Regions from separate parts of the Sus scrofa genome. Here regions 2 and 3 are each linked to region 1. A link is a contact called in public Hi-C data. All regions are on one chromosome and are shown on one strand. Each heading gives the region's core, a stretch centred on a gene start, on an enhancer-like site or on the middle of the called end of the contact. The rest is flanking DNA. Distances are from core to core; before and after follow the strand shown.

Region 1 (3,282 bases), core at 488-2,987:
CTTTTCTGGATCTGCTGTTTCTTTTCTTTTCTTTCTTTCTTTTATTTTCTTTTTTTTAGGGCTGCAGGTACGGCATATGGAAGTTCCCAGGCAAACGGGAGTTAGAGCTGCCGGCCTATACCACAGCCACAGCCACAGCCAGGACCCTGTCTGTGAATCTCCATCCTCATGGATACTAGTCAGGTTTGTTTCTGCTCAGCCACAATGGGAATTCCATCCTGTTTCTTTTTTATAGGAAATAGGCTTCATTCAGCCTTCTTGAGTTTGTAATAGGTAATGAGGAGGTATTGTTATCAAAAATGGGGTCTGGCTGCTTGCTGCTCTAAAGTCAATTAACAGTCAAAGTTGGTGGAAAGGAAAGTTCGCTTTATTTTGTATGTAGGCTGACAACTACGAAATAAAGGGAAAAGGGGAGGGAATTAAGCCCAAATGCTCCTGCCCACTGACAATGAAGAGATTTTTACAGGTAAAGGGAGGGGGGCTACAGGCAGAAACAGCAGTTAGCTCTGACAGTCGTCTTGAGATTGGTCATGTGCTGGTCTGATCAATGTCCTCTTGATTGTTTTAAGTACAGTTAGTCTTCAGTTTCAGGGTGGGTTTATTGCCATTTCCTTGAGGCCAGTTCTCAGAATTATGGTAGCATGTCATGGCTACAGCCTGGTCATCATGTAGTTAACTTTTTTCCACATGGTGGGAGTTGGGCTCAGTACCTACAAAACAGCTCACAGGATATGGCTCAGAATATCATCTACAGCCCTTGAGAAGGAACTAAATGTCTTAATGACTATTATTATTTGGTCTTGTTTGACTGTTTTTCCTTTGCTTCTGCATTTTCTTGTGTCTCTGATTAAACTTACTCCTTGACTAAAGTTTTTCTACAGTCAAAAGGCAGGTGGAGGATTCAGGGGGTGGGCAGGGAAGGATCATAAGGTCCTGCTTTTTCAGAATCTCTTTCTCTTAGGGTTAGTCCAAGTCATTCGGGACGACTTGGGGTCAGTATAATGAGGCATTTGACTGAAAAAGTGCTAAGTTGCAGAGAAGAACTGGGGAACTTGGAATTGTTTTGAACCAGGAAAACCTTAGTGAGGATGCAAGATTAGTAATAACACAAACATACAAAATACTTTCATATAATCACTACCCTGTGATTAGGGTTTCTAATCCCACACTCTTACAGGTGAGAAAACAGAGGCTGAGGGAATTTCAGTGACTTGTCCAAAGCTCCACAGCTATTAAAGGCAAGGCCCAGGATTCAAACAAGTCTAGAGGGTGAGAGCAAGCAGAGTAGGGAGATAGAAATCCACTGACTCAGCCTTCCAAGTCCATGCATTTTCTTGTCCCATCCATAAATAAGTCTCTCTGTTCTAGCCCTTAACTTTCTGATTTGTTTCTGTCGCTGTTTTTGTCTCCAGCCTTGGAGACAAGCCTTCTCTAGTCCGTTAACATTTGCAACCAACACTCATTGGATCTCTACGCCTATCACATATCGTTTTATTTTACAATACAAACAAGACCTGGTTTTGTCCTCAAGAAGGTGCAGTGGCGTAAACTGGGCCTCTTCCCCTGCATCGTGCCCCCGCACCCCACCTTCCTCTCATTGGAAAGTTTCTGTCTAGACAGAGAGCATCTGGACTGTCGGCCACGCAGTTAGAAATCAGAGAACATTACGTTGCACCTCCTCCCCAGAGCCACTAGAGGCCACCCTCCTCCGCGCAGTAGCGCCGGCCAACGCAGCCTGACTCTGCCGCCGGTGCGCGCCCTCCGCTGATTGGTGGCAGCGAAGAGAAGTCGCGCTTTGATTGGGCCGCTGTCAGGTGTCGCTGCCGGCAGGTTCGGCTGCGCGAGCTCAGGGAGGCGGGTGAGTGAGGGCCGGGGGCGGTGGGGGAGTGGCTGGGGGCTGGGGGCGGTATCTGAGGGGGTGGGCTGAGTAGAGTGGGCTCCGCTAGTGCTGAGGGCCCTGCTTAGCAGCAGCTGGGGGCAACGCTGGGAAGAGACCTAGGGGAGAGGCCTCAATGTCAGCGAAGGGAGAGTGAGGCGGGGAAGGCGGGGGCGGGCAAAGGCTAAAGGAGTCGGGATGGGGAGGTGGTAATTCTGACCCGGAGCTGTGTGAGGAGAGGACCGAGGAGAGGGGCAGCGAGAGCAGAGGTGGGCGTGAGACTGTCTGCACGAGGAAGAGGGGGTCCGGCTGAGCACGAGAGTCTGCAGGGGAGAGGGTCAGGGTGGAGAGGTCTGTGTGAGGAGGGGTGGGAGTGGAGTCACATCTTGCGGAGGAAGGGGTTGCTGGAGAGAAGGTGAGCCTGGAGAGAGGTAGGTGGGGAGAGAGTGGCGCTCAGACAGTCTTTGTGGGGAATCAGTGATGTTCCATATAAATATGTTACCAAGTGTGGTGACTCATCTGAGGGTTTGGAGGACTGCTTAAGGCTAGAGACTCAGTGAGTGAGAGGATTAGTTGGATGGTTAATTGGATCGGTTGGTCAGTGATGGAGGAGGGGGCAGCAGTCCCTGTTAGCAGTGGTTAGGAGGAGTCAGTGAAGAGTCATTTTAGCAAGCTGGAGAAAGAAGGCAGTATGAGTGAGTTGATCCTGAAAACAAGGGCATCAGCATAGTTCATCAGTATCAGAATAAGGGTATGTATGAAAGATTAAAAGTTACATCAAGGGAGTTCCTGTTGTGGCTCAGCAGGTTATGAACCCAGCTAGTATCCATGAAGATGCAGGTTTGATTCTGGCCTTGCTCAGTGGGTTAAGGATCTGGCGTTGCCATGAGCTGTGGTGTAGGTGACAAACGCAGCTCGGATCTGGCATGGCTGTGACTGTGGTGTAGGCTGGCAGCTGCAGCTTGGATTCGAACCCTAGCTCATGGGAATTTCCATGTGTTGTGGGTGCAGCCCTAAAAAAGGCAAAAAAAAAAAAAAATTACATTGAGAAGGAACTAAGGGGTCCACTATTGAAGGAAATACTGCTGGTGGCCAGAGAGGTTTTACTGTGTTGGAAGTATTCCTGGACTCTGTACTGAAGCTTCTCTTTCATCATGAATGGGGGTTTCCATGAAGTGCATGGTGGTTAAAGAGATTAGAGAACTACCACAATTGTAAGGGATAAAGACCTTACACAGTTTACGCTCCCTTCTAGCCCTTCTCCACATCTGACCTAATGTGTTTCTGAAAAGACTGCCCACCTGCTCCTCTCTCTTTCCTCACCTATCTTCTCCCTTCTTCCCTCCCTTCCACAGTGATTCAGGCCCCAGTAGGACTGCCCTTTAGCCTGCTGTGGAGTCTGAGGT
Region 2 (3,282 bases), core at 234-2,733, 93 kb after region 1:
TGGTATAGTTAATATTGACCTAACCTGGTCCTTTTAGGATTAAATTATTTGATCACTGGTCTTCTGCAGCATTAGGAGTGAAGGAGAGAGATATCAATTACAAATGATTTCAAGAGTAAGAAGTGGAGTGTGTCTCTGGGTGCTCTGTTCCAATTTTTGATCCACTAATAATACATTCCGGGGACCCTAATTATATTCTAGTTATAGCAACAGTAGATTGTAGATTTTTCAGGACAGTTTCATTTCAAAGAGTCTGTCCTTTTGTTCCCATAAGTAACATATACTCAGATGACATGCTTTGATTTTTGGTTGGAAAATGATCAGTATAATTTGTAACAGCAGGGAGAAGATTGGTAGGAAGCTTCACTTCAGCTTAGCCTGTATCAAGTGTTGAATTGGATATTTATATAATTGGAAAATCATGGTTGGGCTGTGCCTAAGTCATTTTGATCTTGGGGTAGAGAGAAGAAACTACCTTCTATTGAATGCTTACTATGTATATGCTTGGCAGTGTGGTAGGTGCTTTCCCTATTGACAGCTGCTCTGGCTAGAATTCCATCCTAGATCCATCCACCCCTTAAATTAAAAAGCAAAAACAAAACTAAAAAACGACCATATTCCTCATGGGGCCTCATTCATTAATACGAGTCACAGCTGCCACGCCCTCTATAAGACCCTGGCAAGATAATTAGGATAATAGACTCTCAGGGCTTGCAGGGATCATTGAGGTCGTGTAGTTAGCGGGGCGGCAGCTGTTCTCTTCACCACTGAGTCTGGCAGCCACTGTGCTCAATTGTCTCAATCAGAGGTGCAAAAAATATCCGGGGCTATGGTCTCTGTAGGCTGCAATTCCATAAAAGATAGGTCAACCATAAGCAAATGTGAAGCTTGAACTACGTTCCAGACTGGAAAGACAATGGGAAAAAATACGGTTTACCAGGACCCTCAGACAATGCAAATCCAATCCCCCCCCCAAAAAAAAATAATAAAAAGAACTGGCAGAGACGTAATGTGAAGCCCTTGAATTCAGGTAGAGGCCTACAAAAGGGATCCTGTTGACACAGGTAAACCCCAAAGAGTCTTCTCTCTCTTCAGTTTCACCAGCTATGAAATTCTAGCCATTCTGGATCTTCTTCGCCCTTTTAATCAGAAAGCCGGGAAACCCTTTTTCAACAGAAGAGGATGACATGGGGGCCTTAAGGTGCATGAACGATAGAAAATAGGAATTTTCTCCTACGTCTGAGTAGTGGTACAAACAACCGTCCCGGGGGCAGGGCATTATATTTCATGCCCTCTTCAAGGTCCCTTCAGTTCAAGGATACTGTCATTTGTGGCTTACTAGAGGGAGGGCCTGCAAAGTCCAGGCTGCCATGGAAACACGCCGCCGTGTTCCTTTTTCCTACGTGGGGCGGGGCACTCCGCCTCAGCCACCAATCATCCGCAGGCTTTCTTGAGTGGCGGGCAGCATCAGCGAATGGGTGAGCCGATCCCGCGTGACGCGACGGGAAAGGGGGAGTTCGTGGCCGGTGGCGGCGGTGGAGACAGCGGCGACCTGGGGATCGAGCTGGAGGGGCCTGGGGAGCGTGTGGAGATCTCTAGCACGAGCGTGAGGGACCTCCCGCCGGGATGCCTGGTACCGTTTGGAGAAAAGTGGGGGCGTAGTCGGCTATGGGAGCTTGGGTTTCGGGTCTGAAGGGATGGCTGACCGGAGGGGGCGGGGTGGCAAGCATGGCGGCTGTGACGGGGAAAGGGTTGGAGGGCCCTGGTGAGGGGGTGGGGAACCACAAGCTAGTAAGGCTGGGTGGTCGTGAGGAAACGTGAAGAGCTGTGGGGGTCAGACGAACAAAGATTACAAAGCAGCCTTTTGGGGGGCGGTTGAGGCGCCAGAAGGACGAAGGGAGAGTTGTGGGGGATGGAAAAAGGGGCGGAGAGAGAAGAGGTTAGGAAGGAGGGGAAAGGGTGTCTACGGGAAGGTGAGGGAAGGGGGAAAGAAGGATAGGCAGGCTCACTGTAAATAGCTAGGAAATCGGTCATTGGGAGGTATATAGGAAAGTGCTTGCAGCGATTATAATGTTCCAATTAGAAGAGTCCTACACCGGTCCCCTTTTCCAGCTCTTGTACTTCCGCGTCATTATTTAAGCTCGGACTCCGTGAGGAAGGAGTGTAGGTAGCACAGAACTGATCTTTTGTTGTTCCATTCCAGGGGAGCAGATGGACCCTACTGGAAGTCAGTTGGATTCAGATTTCTCTCAGCAAGACACACCTTGCCTGATAATTGAAGATTCTCAGCCTGAAAGCCAGGTTCTAGAAGATGATTCTGGTTCTCACTTCAGTATGCTGTCTCGACACCTTCCCAATCTACAGACACACAAAGAGAACCCTGTGTTGGTGAGTGATAGGTTGCTTGGAAATGATTGAGTAGATTTTTTTTTCCTAGTCTAGATCAACCTGCAAACATAAATACTTAGGAAATCTCACCATCTTTTGGATAAAGTTGATTGGAAAAAATGAAACCAACATGTTCACAGCAATATGTTGCCTTTTAGATTATTCCATATAGAGTGAGTATATTATGTTTGTATAATTTTCTAGGATGTTGTGTCCAATACTGAACAGACAGGTGGAGAAGAACAAGGAGACGATAATAGTAGTTTCAATGAATGTCTGAAAGAAAACAAAGCTGCAGGTGAGGTCCCTTTTGCAAGGGTGCTCTTGTTAGAAGTGGGTGGATTCAAACATTATGGGGCTGTGGTGAATGTATGTAAGAAAGTCTAGCACAGTATCTGGTGCATAGTAGGCACTCACAAGGTTGGTTTTCTAATGTAGACTGATTAGGTCTACATTCCTGAATATATATCAAAAGTTTGGTGGTAGGTGTTCCTGCTGTGGTGCAGCAAGATTGGATGTGTCTCTGCTGCACCAGGGTGCAGGTTTGATCCCTGCCCCCACATAGTGGGTTAAGTATCTGGGATTGCCATAGCTGTGGTGAAGGTCACAAACTGTGGCTGGGATCTGATCCCTGGTCCAGGAACTCCATATGCTTTGGGGTGGCCGAAAAGAAAAAAAAGTTGGTGGTAAATGTCTTTTGTGCTAATATCCAATTATTTTTTTCAGACTCCATGGATTCTTCTCATTTGGACACATGTGGTTCCATCAGTCAGGTCATTGAACAGTTACCTCAGCCAAATAGGACAAGCAGGTATACTACTGTTTGAAGGAATTTATTTAAATTTATTAGTGGATTAATTGTTTTATCTCATCCCAAGGATAAAGGAATTAATC
Region 3 (3,282 bases), core at 573-3,072, 71 kb after region 1:
CATCGGTCTTTGGTACAATGTTTCTGCTCTGCTCTGGACATCGGTTGACTGAGCCAAAGGAGGAACCAGAAACCCTGAATTCTGGAGGGTAGGCTCTGTAGCTTGAGAAAAAAATGCTAAGCAAGAAGCTGGGAAGGTGAGTCTGGGGTTCAAGGGCTTTTGTAAAGGGAAGCAAGGAGGCCAGGGTATACAGAAAAGGGAATACACACAAAAAAGAGCGAATTTTTACACAGATGATTGATACCTCATTCTCTTAGTGCATGTCAACAGCTGTTCATAAAACTACCCTCTTCTGAGGTAGAAATTATGTTCTTTAGGCTTCCCCCACCATCATACCATCTGTCTGCAGTGTGCGGGTATGTAGGGATAGCTATGGGAGCTTTACAACTTTCCCCTCAGGCGTCTCTCCCTTCCTCCCCACCCAATCCTCCCACAAGGCCAGTTCTGCCTGGAAGACTGGACCTCTGATCTTCTGTGACCAGCCCTCACCCAAAGGACAGAGACAAATTGATACTAATCCTAACCTTTGACCTCTGAGGAGAAGTGAGCTAGATGCCGGGTAATGAAGAGTCTCAATTGTTGGTTCAAGTCAATGGATGATAAGTCAATGTTCCAGGAGAGAATGCCTGTGAGAGAAAAAGAAACAAAGAGGGACCTAGATAAGGTCAGAGGGACTAGACTTCTGAGAGAACTTCCAAACTCACAGAAGGGGTAAGGAGAAGGAAGGGATAAGAGCAATTGCTATGATCAGCCTCACTGATGTCTTTGAGAAGGGTGGCTAGTACCTTTGCCTGTCTCCCATCCTGTGCCTTTCTTGGGCTTTGCTGGAGCCAGAGGGAGAAGGGCAGAGTTTAGGCTAAATTTGGTCATTAACAAGTTTGTATGTAGGAATTTTCTTGCAGAGTTGACCAGGTGAGATAGAAATGACACCCAAGAGCCCCTTCCTTCTGGATACAGCTAGGTAGGTTTCTAAATTCTCCTTCTGTGGTCCCCTCCTTGCCTACACTCCTCCGCGGCTGGCTTCCACCCGCAGGTGGCTCCGCAGCACTGCGCCACAGGCAATGAAGGACTGAGAAGCCTGTGGTCACGAAGGTCACTCTCAGTCTGGCCGCTGGCACTGGGATATTTGAGATTTGTCTGCGGCGTTCAGAAAGCACCCTGTGCCTGTTCAGAAACCTAAAGAAGAAATTAAGGTAGGGACCTGGACTCTCCAGGGGATGGTGAGGACTTTTAGGGCGTCTGGCCCATGACACTGCAGGAGAGAGGGGTGCAACTAGAAAGGGCTCCCCAGGCAGTACACAGAGCTCCCCACCCCTCCTCAGGGAGTTTGTGGAACACCACAGGGTGTGCGGGAAGGATGGGGAAGCGAGATGTTGGCAGCTGGGGTGGGGGAATACAGATGTGTGACACAGAGGATGGAGGTGACAGGCCAGGGGCTGATGATTCAGATAACAGGGCGCGCAGATCTCAAGAAAAGCACACTACGGTTGGAGGATGCAGATGGCAAAGAAGCACGGGATGAAGGATGTCCCGAGAGCATCCAGGACAGCAGCTCACCTTGTTCAAGGTGGGCCCGCACGGCCCTCAGCTGACTCTCCGAACCGATATCGCCGATCACAATGAGCAAAGAGTGTTTCCTTAGGTCCCAGCGTGCTGCCGCCGCGGCGGCTCCGGCCTTGTACAGCGGCTCCGCGGGGTTCTGAGCCAGCGGAGAGCCGGGGCTTCGGAGCCCTAGCCCGGGACTTGTCTCCATGGCAACGCCGCGAGGCCGCCCGGGCCCAGCCTCGGTCTCCATGGAAACTCCTTTGGAGTGCAAGGCCGGCGTCGGCGGCTGGGAGAGTGCGCGCGGTTCTTAAAGGCCGGCGGCAGGAGCCGCTCATTGGCTGCTGCCTGTCAGGGGGCGGAGCACTGGCGCCGCAGCGGCTGGGAAGGGGCCGCGGAGCTCTGCTCTGCGGTTTCGCTGGGCCTGGGGAGGGGCTCGGGGGTTGGTGGCTGTCCCACTCCGCCCCCACTCATTTTCCTGAGAGATCTCACTCCGACTTGGGTAGGAGTGGGTTATCTGAGGGACCGGGTGGAGGGGCGAGTCTAGTACCTCGGCACCAGAAGCTTCTAGTTAGGATGTTTCCCCGGAAAAGTACTATCTGGCAATTCCGCAGCCTCACCCGAACTGAGGGGAGCCATCTTGTCCCTCTCTGCCTCGAGTTTATGTTGCATCCTTCTGTCCTTCCATGTTGGTGTTAACACAATTTGGGTTTGTTTGTTTTTTTTTTTCCTGACCTCATAGCCTCGGGCCCTGGGTGTGCACTGGGAAGCTGTGCAGTATCAGAGGGACAGAATGACCTTCCGGCCCTGAGTCCCTGGTGAGTTGTTATTCCGAAGATAGTGTTTGGCTGGTCTCCATCTCTGCTGAGTGCAGTGAGCTCAGACTGCAGCAAGGGGTGTTTCAGTAAACCCAAGCAAGACCTTCCCAACTACAAATAATGTGACACAGTGAGTTGGGTAACCTTGGAAGGCAATGGTATTACTTCCCCAGTGAATTCTCAAAACAGAAGGGACAATGTTTGAACCAAGAGAGGGCTTGGCCCTTCCAAAATGCAAAAAGCCGGGGGATGTGAAAGAAGACTAAGGAGGCTGACACTGTTTTATGACTGACTGGAACATCCTTGTACAAGTGGTGCGGTCTGCAAGTCTACCCCTCCCCCATTCCTCAGTGTGTCCCCACTACCTACTCTGCACTCCAGTGTCTTCTTTTACTCAGGATACTGAGTCATTCTGTATGTATACGTATCAGACAGAGCCTGTCTTTAACCCTAGGGCTCCAGCAGTACTTTTTTGGGTCTCATTTGTCTTACAGTTTCCGAATGGTATAATGAAGGAAGAGGAGCACAGTACCTGATTGAGCAAGGCTGCCTGTGAGCGGTGTTCTGATCCACCTCCTCTCCGGAGGCCCTGAGGAGGATTGGATAGTGTCTGCATTTTAAGTACCTCGCAGCAATCCTAGTTCCTATCATGGGACATATATTTAGCAAAACATCCAATCCATTCTGCGATTTGGACGTGGCCCTACCAGAAACTAACATAATGCTCTATGTCAATTATCTCAATTAAAAAAATTTGACATGGCCCTGAAAATCCCTTTTATAGCAGAGAGGGGGAAATAGTACCGGCAGAACATAAGATGGTGAGGATGCCTCACCCTATATGACACATGAGACAATGCTCTGCTACACCTCCACCCCACCATTTGCACGTCTGAATCTGGCAAAGAGCATAGAGAGATAT

The links. Hi-C and Micro-C count contacts between places; a contact is called where the count stands out from the background.
Region 2: a contact with region 1 is called in a Hi-C map of retroperitoneal adipose tissue, with 2.0 times the contacts expected there. The contact joins the promoter of TP53BP1 here to the promoter of PPIP5K1 in region 1. A contact is called at or near these places in 2 of 5 promoter capture datasets (fetal skeletal muscle and liver) and 18 of 47 Hi-C or Micro-C datasets (alveolar macrophages, embryonic fibroblasts, fetal heart ventricle and 9 more).
Region 3: a Hi-C map of fibroblasts shows a contact between it and region 1, with 2.0 times the contacts expected there. The contact joins the promoter of MAP1A here to the promoter of PPIP5K1 in region 1. A contact is called at or near these places in 1 of 5 promoter capture datasets (fetal liver) and 3 of 47 Hi-C or Micro-C datasets (epiblast stem cells, fetal skeletal muscle and fibroblasts).

The regions. Positions count from the first base shown.
Region 1 is chr1:127,863,750-127,867,031 of Sscrofa11.1, forward strand. It overlaps PPIP5K1 (inositol hexakisphosphate and diphosphoinositol-pentakisphosphate kinase 1), which reads left to right and starts at 1,738. Exons shown (of 30, transcript XM_021096881.1): 1 at 1,738-1,858.
Region 2 is chr1:127,957,017-127,960,298 of Sscrofa11.1, forward strand. It overlaps TP53BP1 (tumor suppressor p53-binding protein 1), which reads left to right and starts at 1,484. Exons shown (of 26, transcript XM_021096946.1): 1 at 1,484-1,633; 2 at 2,204-2,388; 3 at 2,593-2,686; 4 at 3,115-3,199. The coding sequence starts at 1,627.
Region 3 is chr1:127,935,130-127,938,411 of Sscrofa11.1, forward strand. It overlaps MAP1A (microtubule-associated protein 1A), which reads right to left and starts at 1,823. Exons shown (of 7, transcript XM_005659678.3): 1 at 1,558-1,823; 2 at 525-626. The coding sequence starts at 1,795. It overlaps LOC100736659 (a long non-coding RNA gene), which reads left to right and starts at 1,897. Exons shown (of 3, transcript XR_301013.3): 1 at 1,897-2,044; 2 at 2,285-2,360; 3 at 2,855-3,282.